2 separate regions of the Sus scrofa genome follow, and region 1 is linked to region 2. Evidence: chromatin contacts called from public HiChIP or PLAC-seq data. All regions are on one chromosome and are shown on one strand. The core of a region is the stretch at or near the end of the contact, and the rest is flanking DNA. Distances in the headings are between cores, read along the strand shown.

Region 1 (5,983 bases), core at 1,940-4,439, 760 kb after region 2:
CAAATTAATTTTTGAAAGGCAAAACTGTCCAATTATAGAATTCGTAAATATTTCAGATACGAAGGAAGAAATTGTCTTCAGCAATGTTTAATTAGCAAGTACTTCAAAGGGATTTGTTTTCCCCCCTCCAACTTGAAGAAGGCAGAAACACTTCAAACAAGATATCTTTTGTTTTCTCAGAATTCTCTATGAGAAAATAGACTCAATACGAGATAACAGCTCGGCTTGTTTTCCTGTTCCTCTTACACAGTTGCTTCACGTGTCATTATTAGGTTTCCTGGGTACAAGACGCAGAGATCTTTCCCAGAGTGTATTAAGTTCCTGGAGAGTGATTATTTCCTTACAACTCGTGTACACAGACTGATGGTTTAATAAACAATAGATCACCACAAACTCTTAATTCAGGTTCATGGCACTAACACATTGTTTTCTGTTCCATAGGAAATGCATCCCAGATTTGTCAGAGAGATGCTTTTGAGGATAAAAGATTTCTACGATTTCTCAGATCCTGATCTATATTTAAAACATTTGACTCGATTAAAAACAATACTTCTTTAAAACAGAATCCACTGCAAGATAATCTCAGGCTTCGGTGTGATACATTTGTGTTTAGACATTCTGGAAGTAGGAGCTCAAAACCATAAGGCCCCATAGATGGTATTCACTCTTGCTGCCCTCACTCTCACGGCTTCAGGCCTCTGGGCCTCTCCTCCCTCCCTTTGCCCCCCTGTTTTCTTTTTTAAGGTGCTTCTTTACCTCTGACTTCAGTCAAGGATTGTGTGCTTCGTAGAGTTTCATAGATTCAAACTACAAGCAGTAACAATCTACCCAGCCCAGTGCATTCAAATTCAGTTCATGGTTGGCATTCGGTTCCCTGCATCCTTCCTCCCTTCCTCCCTCTGCCCCCTTCCATCCCTCAAGCATTCCTCCAAATTATTCTGTTTGTCTAGGTCCTGGCATCTGGTATTCTGTCTGTTCTAGGTGCTGAGCACAGGGCTAAGCATACTTTGATGAATAAAACACACCATTCTCTGAAACCTGTCTGAGGTTTTCCTTGTGCTGAATTCCCTGTGTACGTCTAATGAATACAATGCCATTTCGGATTAAATGGCTCTCTTATTATTTATTTTTTTTCCTGCGCGTTCCTTATGAGTTGCTAAATCGATGAAAAGCTTGTGGAAAAATTTGCACTGATAACATTCACAAAGAAAAGGCATCCCTGGACAGCTGAAGAGACTCTGAGGCTCTGGAAAATGTTAGGGGACACCCGTCCTAACGTTTAGGGTCATGGACGGCTGAGTGGAGGAGGAGATGACATTTAAACCTGAGTAGGATGCACGGGAGGTAGCTTATCCTGTGTCCCTCATGTGCAGGGGACAATATGCAATGGCATGATTTAAGTGGTCAAATTGTGCTTTGGATGTGAAAGTCTATAAACTCAGAGTGTGCTGGTCTTTCTGGGGACTTCACAGGGCTGGCAAAGTACTGTGAGATAGATGAGAGATGGTGAGCACTGGAGCAGCATCCCTGGCAGAGGCAGCCTTCAACCACGGGCTCCTTTAGAGCCTGAAAGGGGGGCAGTGACCCTGCAGGCTGAGATACAGCCTGAACTAAGACCCAGGGATCCACAGTCACGTTTTATGGGCCTGCCAAGAACAGGGATTTCTGCTCCAAGGTAAAGGAGAAGCAAATTTGCCCAATGAGGCATTGGAGTGGCTAAAACAGGATCACAAACCAACTGGTCATTTCTTTCCTTTTTTTTTTTTTTTTTTTTTGGCTGTGCCCACAGCAGCTATCCATTCCTGGAACACAAAATTATTTATCATGCCCAAATGTCAATTTTCTTGCATTGCTGAATATACTTCCTGCACCTTTCCATTCTCTCTCATGAATAATCATACAGCACTGACATCTTTTATATCCAAGTTTGCAGCTCAGTAGACCAAGAAAGTTGTACAAAGAACAATGAGCTAAATACGGAAATAGCATTGATCCTATCTTTATCTACCTCGTCATCTACTTGGGTCTCAGACACATTATCATCATGATCATTTTATTTCTCTTATATTTCCTTTTTGCTGCTCTTCTTTAAGTTCTTTACGTTTCAAGCACTGTGGTAAGTGCTTTACAAACTGTAAGACAAAAAGGGATTTCCGTATAGCGTCCCTTCCCTCTTCTTCCAGAAATCTGTTTTTCTGTTTGAAGGCCAGCCCTCCCTCTTTTTAACCCCTTGCATCCACACCACTGCCTGTAGGCTTTGCAGTTGGTAGTGTCATGGCCTGGATGGGTCCACGGGGACTGGTCACAGGTGGGCATGTCCCCCCAGGTGGACGGAGCCATGACCTGAGTCTCCCCAGGCCAAGACTTTTGCTAGAGTTTTTGGAGAAGAGCAGCTCTCCTTCCAGTGAGGTCACTAGATGTAACAGCCATTTAAACCTGGAGCTGACCAGGAGCCCCTGCTCCCTGCTCTCATTCCCTGACCTACCTGAGAATGAAGTCAGCACACAGGAAGGCGGTCCCAAGAGCTGGAGAGGTAGCAAGAGCATTCTCAAGTCATGAAATTCTGAAACCAGCCTTTTCTGAAGGGAGCATTCTGCTGGGCCTTTCTATTATGTGGCCCAAGAGATTCCCATTTGTCCTTATTAAACTCATTGTATTCGGGCTTTTGTTCTTGGCCATTGGAAAGGGCACAGATCTTACAGGGGTTTTTTTAAATTTTTTTACTAAAAAATCTCCTGTTCTTAAACACCAGTGTCTCCAAGGAAATGTACTGGTGACATAATATGAGTAAATTTAATACAGAATCGTTCTCCACTTGCCCCCAAATTTGGGGAGCTTCTCTTTAAAGAAAAATAGGTTAGCATGGCAGCTTAGCTGAATCCACAGGAAAGCAAGCCCCAGATTTTCTTGTGGACAGGCCTGTAATAGAAGAGGAACAGCTGTGAGGGGGTAGGGGGCTGGAGAGCTGTGAGGGGTACTCTGCACTCCTGCTAGAATTCTCCCAGCCCTCACAGGGGTGAAGATGGGCTTGCGGCTCTCTTCGCAGCCCAAGCCACAGCCACCGAAGGACCCTGGCTCTTCTCATTTGAAACTGGTAAGCCAGCTCTTTTCACCACCAGATGAGAAGGCTTCTTCTGGTACAAAAAGTTTTGCTTAATTACAGGGAGGCTTGAAATTGATGAAATGGCCCCCTCCGGTGGTTAGAACAGCTGCTGTCCTCTCCTTCTTCAAGAAGCTTCCTGCAGGTAAGAAACCTAAGATGAACCTTAGCGAATTCATTTGTCCAGTCCACCGTCCCCTCATATTTACCCTGTTGGTAAAAACTGCACAAACTAGCCTGCAGTGACAACACTACAACTTAGCATCGTTCAAGAAATCTCAGTTTGAATGACTCCTAAATGTTGGGATGGAGTTCCCTATGTTCTGGGAGTGTTAATATCACCCTCCTTTACAAAGGAGGCTCATGACATAAGTTTTGCAAGAGTCTATATTAAATAAAACCCAACAACCCTAACATGGTAGATTAATTTATCTATGTTTAGTCTCTTTCCTGGAGAAGGGCAAGATTAAAATGGAAGTTCTATAGCAGAAGATCCAAAAAAAAAAAAAAAAAAATGCAGGCTGCTTGAAGTTCCTGAACATTTGGCCTAAATACTTCCTGGCTTGTTTTGAAATCAGCTGATGCAAATGACAAGTTATAAATAATCAGAGAAGCAGAGTGCCCTGCCCTGGAGAGAGATGACCTTCGTGTACCCTGAACATCTGTTCCAGTGTTCTCTAGTGGATGCCACCTGAAATCAGAACAGAACTTACTATGAATGTCAAGAATGATTCCCTTCTTTCTTTCTCAAATTCCATGGGACTTAAAGTGATTCCACAGTGATTGAATGAACCTTTCAAATAATTTCAGAAATATTTTACCTTTTCATTTTGCTGTCAGAGTGTCAGGCTTAATGCCTATAAAATTACTTATTTAGTGTGAAAAATAACTTTGTAGTTGTCACTACAGTGTTGAGTTCTTGATGTTTAAATCCCTTTCTAGTTCCAAAATTTTGATTGACATATACTGTTAATGGGAAAGATACAACTCATACCAAATAGATACCGTGAATCTTCTCTTTTTGAATGTTCCTCTGCTTTTGAGATGCCCAATTCCCCTTGTATTCCTGTCCCCTCTTTTTCTGCTGACCCTTCATCTTCAACAAATGCCTTAGGAAACACTCTTAATCCCAGTGTCCTGCCTGTCCTTGGTTCTCTTCTACTTTTTTTTTTTTTTTTTTTTTTTTTGCCTCACTCATGGCATGTGGAAATTTCTGGGCTAGGGATTGAACCCACACCACAGCAGTGACATGAACCACTGCGGTGACAATGCTGGATCCTAAACCTGTTGTGCCACAAGGGAACTCCTATTTTTTTTTTTAAAATACATACCCTCTCTGTGCAATTTCATCCAACTTTTTGACTCTACTTAACTACCCATTCATTATAGTTTCCTAAACTAATATTGCTATTAAATCTCTAGAACTGAGACCTGACCTCTAGACTTATACATAACACTGACTGCCAAACATCTATCTGAATGTCCCATAGGGATTCAAATTTGATAGACATAGTAATTTAATATGGTAAAACAGAACTTACTCTGTTTCCTCCCAGAACCTAGTTTGAGTTCATTTCATGGCATCAAAAATCCTTTTTCTGGGAATCATACCAGAATCATTCTTTCTCCTTCTCTTTCCTTAACTAATCAGTTGCCTTATACTAGATTATCTTTGATGTTTTTGGTATTTGTCTTCTTACTACCCCACTAATGTTGTGTCATTTATGCATTTTCATCTCTTACCTGAACTACTTCAAGAGATTCTCCTTTCAACTCAACCTACACATTACAAGAGTTACTTTTCCAAAATGCAAGCTAGGTCATGTTTCTCTCCTTTGAACACCCTGCAGGAGTTTTCATTTCATAAGCAAACTTTTAAATTCCTCGGTGTAACAGGCAAGATCCTCCACATCTGGCTTATAACTGCCTCTCTGTATCGATACTCTGTTGCTACAACAGTGCTCTATAACAAACAACCACAGAATCTCAGAGATGTACTTAGGAACCACTTATTGCTGTTTTGTCTGGGTTGGTCAGCTAGGTGGCTCTCTTGATCACGGCTGACTTGCTCTTGTGTCTAGGGGTTGGCTGGCCTAGGGTAGACTTAGCTGGAATCACGGGGACAGCGTGGCTGGGACTATGTGTCCCTTGTCCTCCAGCAGGCTAGCCTGGGTATGGTTTATGGGGATGACAGAGGTGTGAAAGAAAGCATAATCAGAAATAAACTAAGTTTTTTGAGGCCTAGGCTCAGAATTGGCGCACTGTCATGTCTACTTAATTTTATTGGCCAATGGAGGTCATAAGACTTGTCAAGATTCAGATTCAGGAAACAGATTCTGTCTGTTTAATGAGAGGAACTGCCAAGTCAGAGGGCAATGGGCTTGAATATAGGGTGGGGGAGGGTGAAGAGGGGAGAACTGGAGCCTTCGTTTTACTCTCCATTAGCTCTTCATTTGTCTAAACTTCTATCCTGACTATTCTGTCAGAATGGATGGCAGTCTCCTAATTACATTCAGCTCTTTGCACTTCTGTTTTGTGTAGCTTATACATCTATTTTTTAAAAAAAAGAGGAGTTCCCGTGTGGCGCAGTGGTTAACGAATCCGACTAGGAACCAGGAGGTTGCGGGTTCGGTCCCTGCCCTTGCTCAGTGGGTTAACGATCTGGCGTTGCCATGAGCTGTGGTGTAGGTTGCAGACGCGGCTCGGATCCCGCGTTGCTGTGGCTCTGGCGTAGGCCGGTGGCTACGGCTCCAATTCGACCCCTAGCCTGGGAACCTCCATATGCCACGGGAGCGGCCCAAAGAAATAGCAAAAAGACAAAAAAAAAAAATAAATAAATAAAATAAAATAAAATAAAAAACACAAGAAATTAAAAAAAAAAAA
Region 2 (5,773 bases), core at 3,237-5,736:
CCTCGCGATGCTAGCTGATTCGGCCATGTCACACCCTAATTTTCAGATCCCTAAATAGAATTCGAGTGTATTTCTTAATTTCTATTGGCAAATCATTTGCTTACAGTGAGACAAATGGCCGCATTCTTATTTCGATTTGCGGAAATATTTCTCAGGGTCACAGAGGATCGAACTTACTCGGAGAATCTAAGATGATCAGTACTATTGATATTATGAATAATGCATAAAGATTTGGGATATAAAATATTAACCAGGTCATAGAATGACTAGGTAGAAAACCCTTTTCTGTTGCATGATTCAAATACGAAACAATCTGTGACTCCTAAAAATAATTTAGTTGATACCCAAATGCCAAATTGTTTGCCAGGAGGATAAATGAATTATTAATACAGCAACTCTTCGAAAAGAACTATTTGAAAAGCATCTAATTGAAATTTCAGAATAATCACGAACATTGGGTAACACACGGTAGAGATTTAGCAGCCAGCCCATGTCCCCTGCGGGGTGGAGGCTCCGAGACAGGCACGGGGAGCCGTCTGGGAGATGATGCTTCTTTCTTGCTGATCCACCACCCCCGCACCCTGTGCCTGTGCACCACCACACGCTCCAGCCCCCTCTTTGTGCCTTTATTTAGTGCTCCTTTCACCTGTGCCTGCCTTCCTCCCTCTTGACTTGTAAATATCCTACTTACCTCTTCAAGGCCAAGTTCAAATTTCACCCACTCAGGGCAGCCTAACCACCACACAGCTTCTTGACCTATGGTCTGGCCCCGTTTCCTTAATGATGGAATAAATTTTACATCCCACACAGGTAGGCGCTGCTCTTTTTCAAGGATGCAGAGATGCTGCTGTGATTAATCATGGGTTGTGACACATTAATTCAGGAGCCATGCACTAATGCAGCTGAGCGGAGTGATTAAGAGAGAAAATGCTGGGTTGGGGCTGCCCCATTCTAGCCTTGGAATCTCAGGCAAGGTACTTAATCTCTCCCTAGGTTTTCTCGTCTGTAAAGCAGAGATCACAAGGGTTGTTACTCTGAGGGTTATGGTGAGGATTAAATGCGTTGCCTTCGTTCAAAGCCACGTGTGACCCTCCGGAAGTGCTCCGTAGCTATTAGATCTCACTGTCCTTGTCATTATCATTCTTTCCAACCAAGTGACACTACAACAGTACTCTTATTGTGAGGGACTCACACAGTTTTTTGAAGTTGAAATGGTTCCTGCTTTGGAACCACCGGGCTCTCTGTTCTAGCCTCCCTTGTGGCACTTATCATAGTTTTCCTTCTGTCAGTATTTGTGACATGCCTTTTAGCTAAATCTGCTTGTAAAATTATGTTTTCTTCTTGGACTCCTCATACCCTTTGTATTCGGCAGGAGCAGAATAAATGTTTATTGAATGCATCGGTATATGAGGGACAGAATGTAAGCCAGTTGCTTCACTCTCAAGAGTTATATGGGAGGAAACAGAGCGATTACTGCTTTCACACTCCCATAAATTTTCAAAATCCAAAGCCCTGTATCAGGGCAGCCTGATGGGCACAGGTGCATGCTTTATTTTAAAGGGGACGAACCAGAGGCCCGGTTAAAATGTGTTTCAGATATTCTTTTAAAAAGACTTGACCATGACTTCCGTTCAAGGCTTCCTTTAGGAAACAAAAACTAGTCCAGGGCAGAATACTCCTCCATCTTATGTGGAATATACTGGAGCCACAGAGATTTAGGCCAGAGAGAAAGAGAATGGTTTAATTCAGGCCACGAGCATGGCCACTGTTAGGCTCAGCTCAGCTTCAGATCACAGAAACGTATTTCATTGGGCATAGGAATTGGGTGTTGGCTTTTTTTTTTTTTTTTTTTTTTTTGGTCTTTTGTCCTTTTCCTAGGGCCGCACCCATGGCATATGGAGGTTCACAGGCTAGGGGTCGAATTGGAGCTGTTGCTGCCGGCCTACGCCAGAGCCACAGCAACGCCGGATCTGAGCCATGTCTGGGACCACAGCTCATGGCAATGCCAAATCCAGAACCCACTGAGCGAGGCCAGGGATTGAACTGCAACCTCATGGTTCCTAGTCGGATTTATTTCTGCTGTGTCACGATAGGACTCCCAGGTGTTGGCAGTTTTAAGCTGTATAAAATACTTCAACATACAGACAACTCAAATTTTTCAACATACCGATAACTCTAGATCAGTTGTCTAATAAAGAAATATGAGACCCGGATAATAGGAAACAGAAAACACTCTGAAGTTAATTTATATCTGGACTTAGAAGGCATCATGTGAACAGATAAATAACACACACACACACACACACACACCCCTTTGCTCTAATTATGCCTCTAACAGGAGGACCTTTTAGAAGAGCCTGAAGGGAGCTGGGCTGCAGTGTGTACAGGGCCCGCAGTGCAGAGGATAATCCAAGCAGGAAATCCCATTAGGTTCCGTCTCTTGAGCACAGCAACTAGGTCTTCCGTGTTCTCTGCTAGAGCCACATCACTTGCTCAGAAAGCACTTATTGAACTTTTTTTTTTTTTTAAATGCATGAGTGAGTGAATAATTTGAAAATCGACTATATAAGACAATTGGTGATAAACAACCACAGATGAGCCGGCAGGCTTCCCCTCTGAAATGATTCTCAGGGTGGTGTGCTTTTGGGATTGTGGAAATGCACAAGCAAAGAGTTTTATCCTGTAAAATTCTTCAGAAGCCAGATAAGGCCACTTGTGAGGCAACAGGCAAACTTTTTTCTGTTAAGGGTCAGAGAGGGAACACTTTCGGCTTTGCCACCCAAAGGACTCACCTGTGCCCTTGCGGCATGAAAGCAGCCACGGACAATAGATAAATGAATGGGCACAGCTGTGTTCCAATAAAACGTTATTGACAAAAACGGGTGGCAGGGCAGCTTTGGCCCAAGCGCCACCGTTTGCGGACTGCAACCTCATGGGCCCCTTTGATTTCAGAGGAGGACCCTGCAGTGCACAGACATCGAGGCACCTCCCTGAGTACACGTGACCAGCTAATTTTAGAACTGAGACTACAGACAGTCCCCGACTTACAATGGCTCGACTGATGATGTTTCAAGTTTACGATGGTGTGAAAGCAATCCTTATTCAGGAGAAACCATACTTCAGTGTTGAGTTTTGATCTCTCCTGGGGCTAATGAGACACGGTAAGATGCTTTCCCATGATGCTGGGCAGCAGCAGGAGCCGCAGCAGCTCCCAGGCAGCCACCAGATCACGAGTGATAACCCTTCTGTTTTTCACCTTCAGTCTTATATCCACTAAGTTGTATGAAATATTCGGCACTTTAAGCTAGACTTTGTGTTAGATGACTTTGCCCAACAGAGGGCTCATGTAAGTGGTCTGGGCACGTTTAAGGTGGTGAAGCTAGGCTATGCGATTTGGTAGGTTAGGTGTATGAAACGCATTTTCAACTTCCAGTGGGCTTATTGGCACATAACCCCACTGTTAGTCGAAAATCTGTAGGATACAGATTTATCAAATCTAAAGCTAATGTTTTTTTTTTTTCTCATTAAAGGAAAATCCATTTATTCACCAGTTCAAATATTCACTGTGAGGCTGCCTATACCAGGCATGGTACCAGACACGGGGAACACCTGAGTGAACCAGGGCAGCACCACCCTGCCCTGAGAGAGCTTACAGCAAGGGGCGGGCAGGGGCAGAGCCATTACAACTTGGGGTCAGAAGTGCTACGAGGGCAGAGGTGCAGGCAGGGTCAGGGGACACAGGCACAACCACAAGGCGACCCTGTGTCCTCGCAAGTTTCCATGGGGAGGCCCGGGCTCTGACCAGCACCTTCAGCACGTTCCTGTTACAAGTGCTGTCACCTCCTGCCACGTCCCTCTGTTTAATCCTCCTCTGACACCATAAACACTAACGCTGTGGTGGCGCCTTCCACGCACAGCTGATCTAGTTTGAAGGAGCAGACGGATCATCACCACTGACCTTTGATCTTTCCGATTAAAAAGTTCTTTGAGGTCACAATCTGATCCATGTCTGAACGGATGGTTCCTTCCAGGTCCTTGGTCAGGGCCCGGCATTCCTCCTTCAAGGCACTTAATCCTTCTGAAACTTGATGCTGGACCAGGTTGTAGGCCTCTTCGAGGAGCTGCGGCAGAGAACAACCCATAAACCGGGGCTCTGTCATGTGCCAGCGCCTGACCGAGTCAGGTGGAAGAGGGAGGGTACACGGCAGACGACCACGACATAAAACCGCACACACACATTCTAATTTTTCTTTCAGGGTTTGAGTCTGTTTGGATTCGTCCTCATGTAAGTGAGACTGAGCAGACTGGGCAGTTCTCCAGCCAGGGAAGGAATTACGTCCTTTAAAAAATAATACCCTAAGAGGAGGGGGGAGAGAATGTTCATTTCGAGCAGCACAGCTGCAAAGCAAAATCACGGCTTACACCGAACCAGGCCCGCTTCCTGTCGTTCTTCTTCCCCCTCATTTTAGGCAGGAGGTCTGTCTGAAGGGTTGGCAGGAGCTCCTCCATCACCAGGTTACTCAGGATCTGTCAAGAGGAAGAGAGCCCCAGAGCTAGTTTAGTTGGGGATGCCGAAATCTAAGCATCGGGCCAACTGAAGGTGTCGTGACTGCCCGTCCCTGTCCTAAACTTAAGATTGTCCTGGGCTGGAGTTCCTGTTGTGGCTCAGGTGGTTAAGAACCTTACATAGTGTCCGTGCAGGGTTGATTCCTGGAGGTTAAGGATATGGCGTTGCCATAAACTGTGGTACAGACCGGCAGCTGCAGGTCCGACTCAACTCCTAGCCTGGGTGGGAACTTCCGTATGCCGCAGGTGCAGCCTTAAAAGGTAAAAAAGAAAAGAAAAGAAAAGAAAAAAAAGATTGTCCTGGGCTACATAAAATCTGTTAGGTGAATAGTTTAACTCTGGGTCTGAGGCCACAGAAATCTCAAGGACGATAACCTTGGAAGGTAAAAACGTCCTGAAACATCTGCAAGGAACAGTCATGTCTGCTTACATTTTTCCACTGGAAAGGACAAGTTCCTCAAATTCAAACGTCTACGGTTCAAACTATTAGAATCTAATGCATCTAGGATAAGAAGGGAAGCTTCAGTTACGGGGAAGGGCCTCCTTAGCAAAATGGTGAAGGGGTCCAGGCTTGGTTTTGATGGCTTGAGTCCTTGTCTGTGTCCTCTGAGACCATTGTGCCCCCTCGAGATTTATCAGGATCTAAGTGTCTTCATGCTCTGTGTTCTTTCTGCACCAGGAATCCCACTCCCATCTTCTTAGAGTCAGGTATATAATTAATAATTCCTGAACCCCATTTTGCCCAGTGGAGTAAATTCTTGTTTGGAACACATCTGCCCAAGAGTGACGCAACAGTGGCAACGGGGAGAGTGAGCTAAGGGCATAAGGCAACTGAAGCCTGAATTTAAACTCAATGGAAAATATTATCTTAGTTGAAAAGTATTAAACTCAAGAATCATAAGAATTGTCCAAATTTACCCTCTTGCACAGATGGGTTTGAATCTGAGCAGGAGCATGAAAGGGGGTTGAAAGATGAAAAGTGTTATACAGTCCAAAGAAAGAGACTGTCCCATTTGGGTGGGCTTACAGTTTTGTTTTAGTCTTTCCCATACAATGTTCCAAGAAATTTGGTTCTATTTTATAGCTTAGGGGATTGAAAAAGAAACTATGTCTGGAAAAAAAAAGGAGGGGGGGAGTGGGTGGTGAGGGAGGTGGGTGATTAGGGAAAAGCCCGGGGCAGCCAGAGCTCCTGGATACTGAAGCCAAA

The links. HiChIP or PLAC-seq counts read pairs in DNA pulled down with a chosen protein or histone mark.
Region 1: a contact with region 2 is called in an H3K27ac HiChIP or PLAC-seq map of skeletal muscle, with 8 times the contacts expected there. The contact joins two enhancer-like sites. A contact is called at or near these places in 2 of 47 Hi-C or Micro-C datasets (embryonic fibroblasts and heart right ventricle) and 1 of 2 datasets of contacts at active chromatin or transcription factors (skeletal muscle).

What each region holds. Positions count from the first base shown.
Region 1 is chr9:126,785,447-126,791,429 of Sscrofa11.1, forward strand. LOC102159064 (a long non-coding RNA gene) reads left to right here. Exons shown (of 2, transcript XR_305715.3): 2 at 442-3,615. Among named protein-coding and RNA genes, the nearest start is that of HMCN1, 62 kb to the right of the region's middle. Within about 2 kb of position 3,190, at least 8 of the 83 cell types and tissues checked have an H3K27ac peak or open chromatin away from gene starts, as enhancers often do. A contact at or near this core is called in skeletal muscle, where this site is marked.
Region 2 is chr9:126,026,070-126,031,842 of Sscrofa11.1, forward strand. It overlaps FAM129A (protein Niban-like), which reads right to left. Exons shown (of 14, transcript NM_001243219.1): 7 at 4,423-4,527; 8 at 3,959-4,121. Among named protein-coding and RNA genes, the nearest start is that of EDEM3, 46 kb to the left of the region's middle. Within about 2 kb of position 4,487, at least 10 of the 83 cell types and tissues checked have an H3K27ac peak or open chromatin away from gene starts, as enhancers often do. A contact at or near this core is called in skeletal muscle, where this site is marked.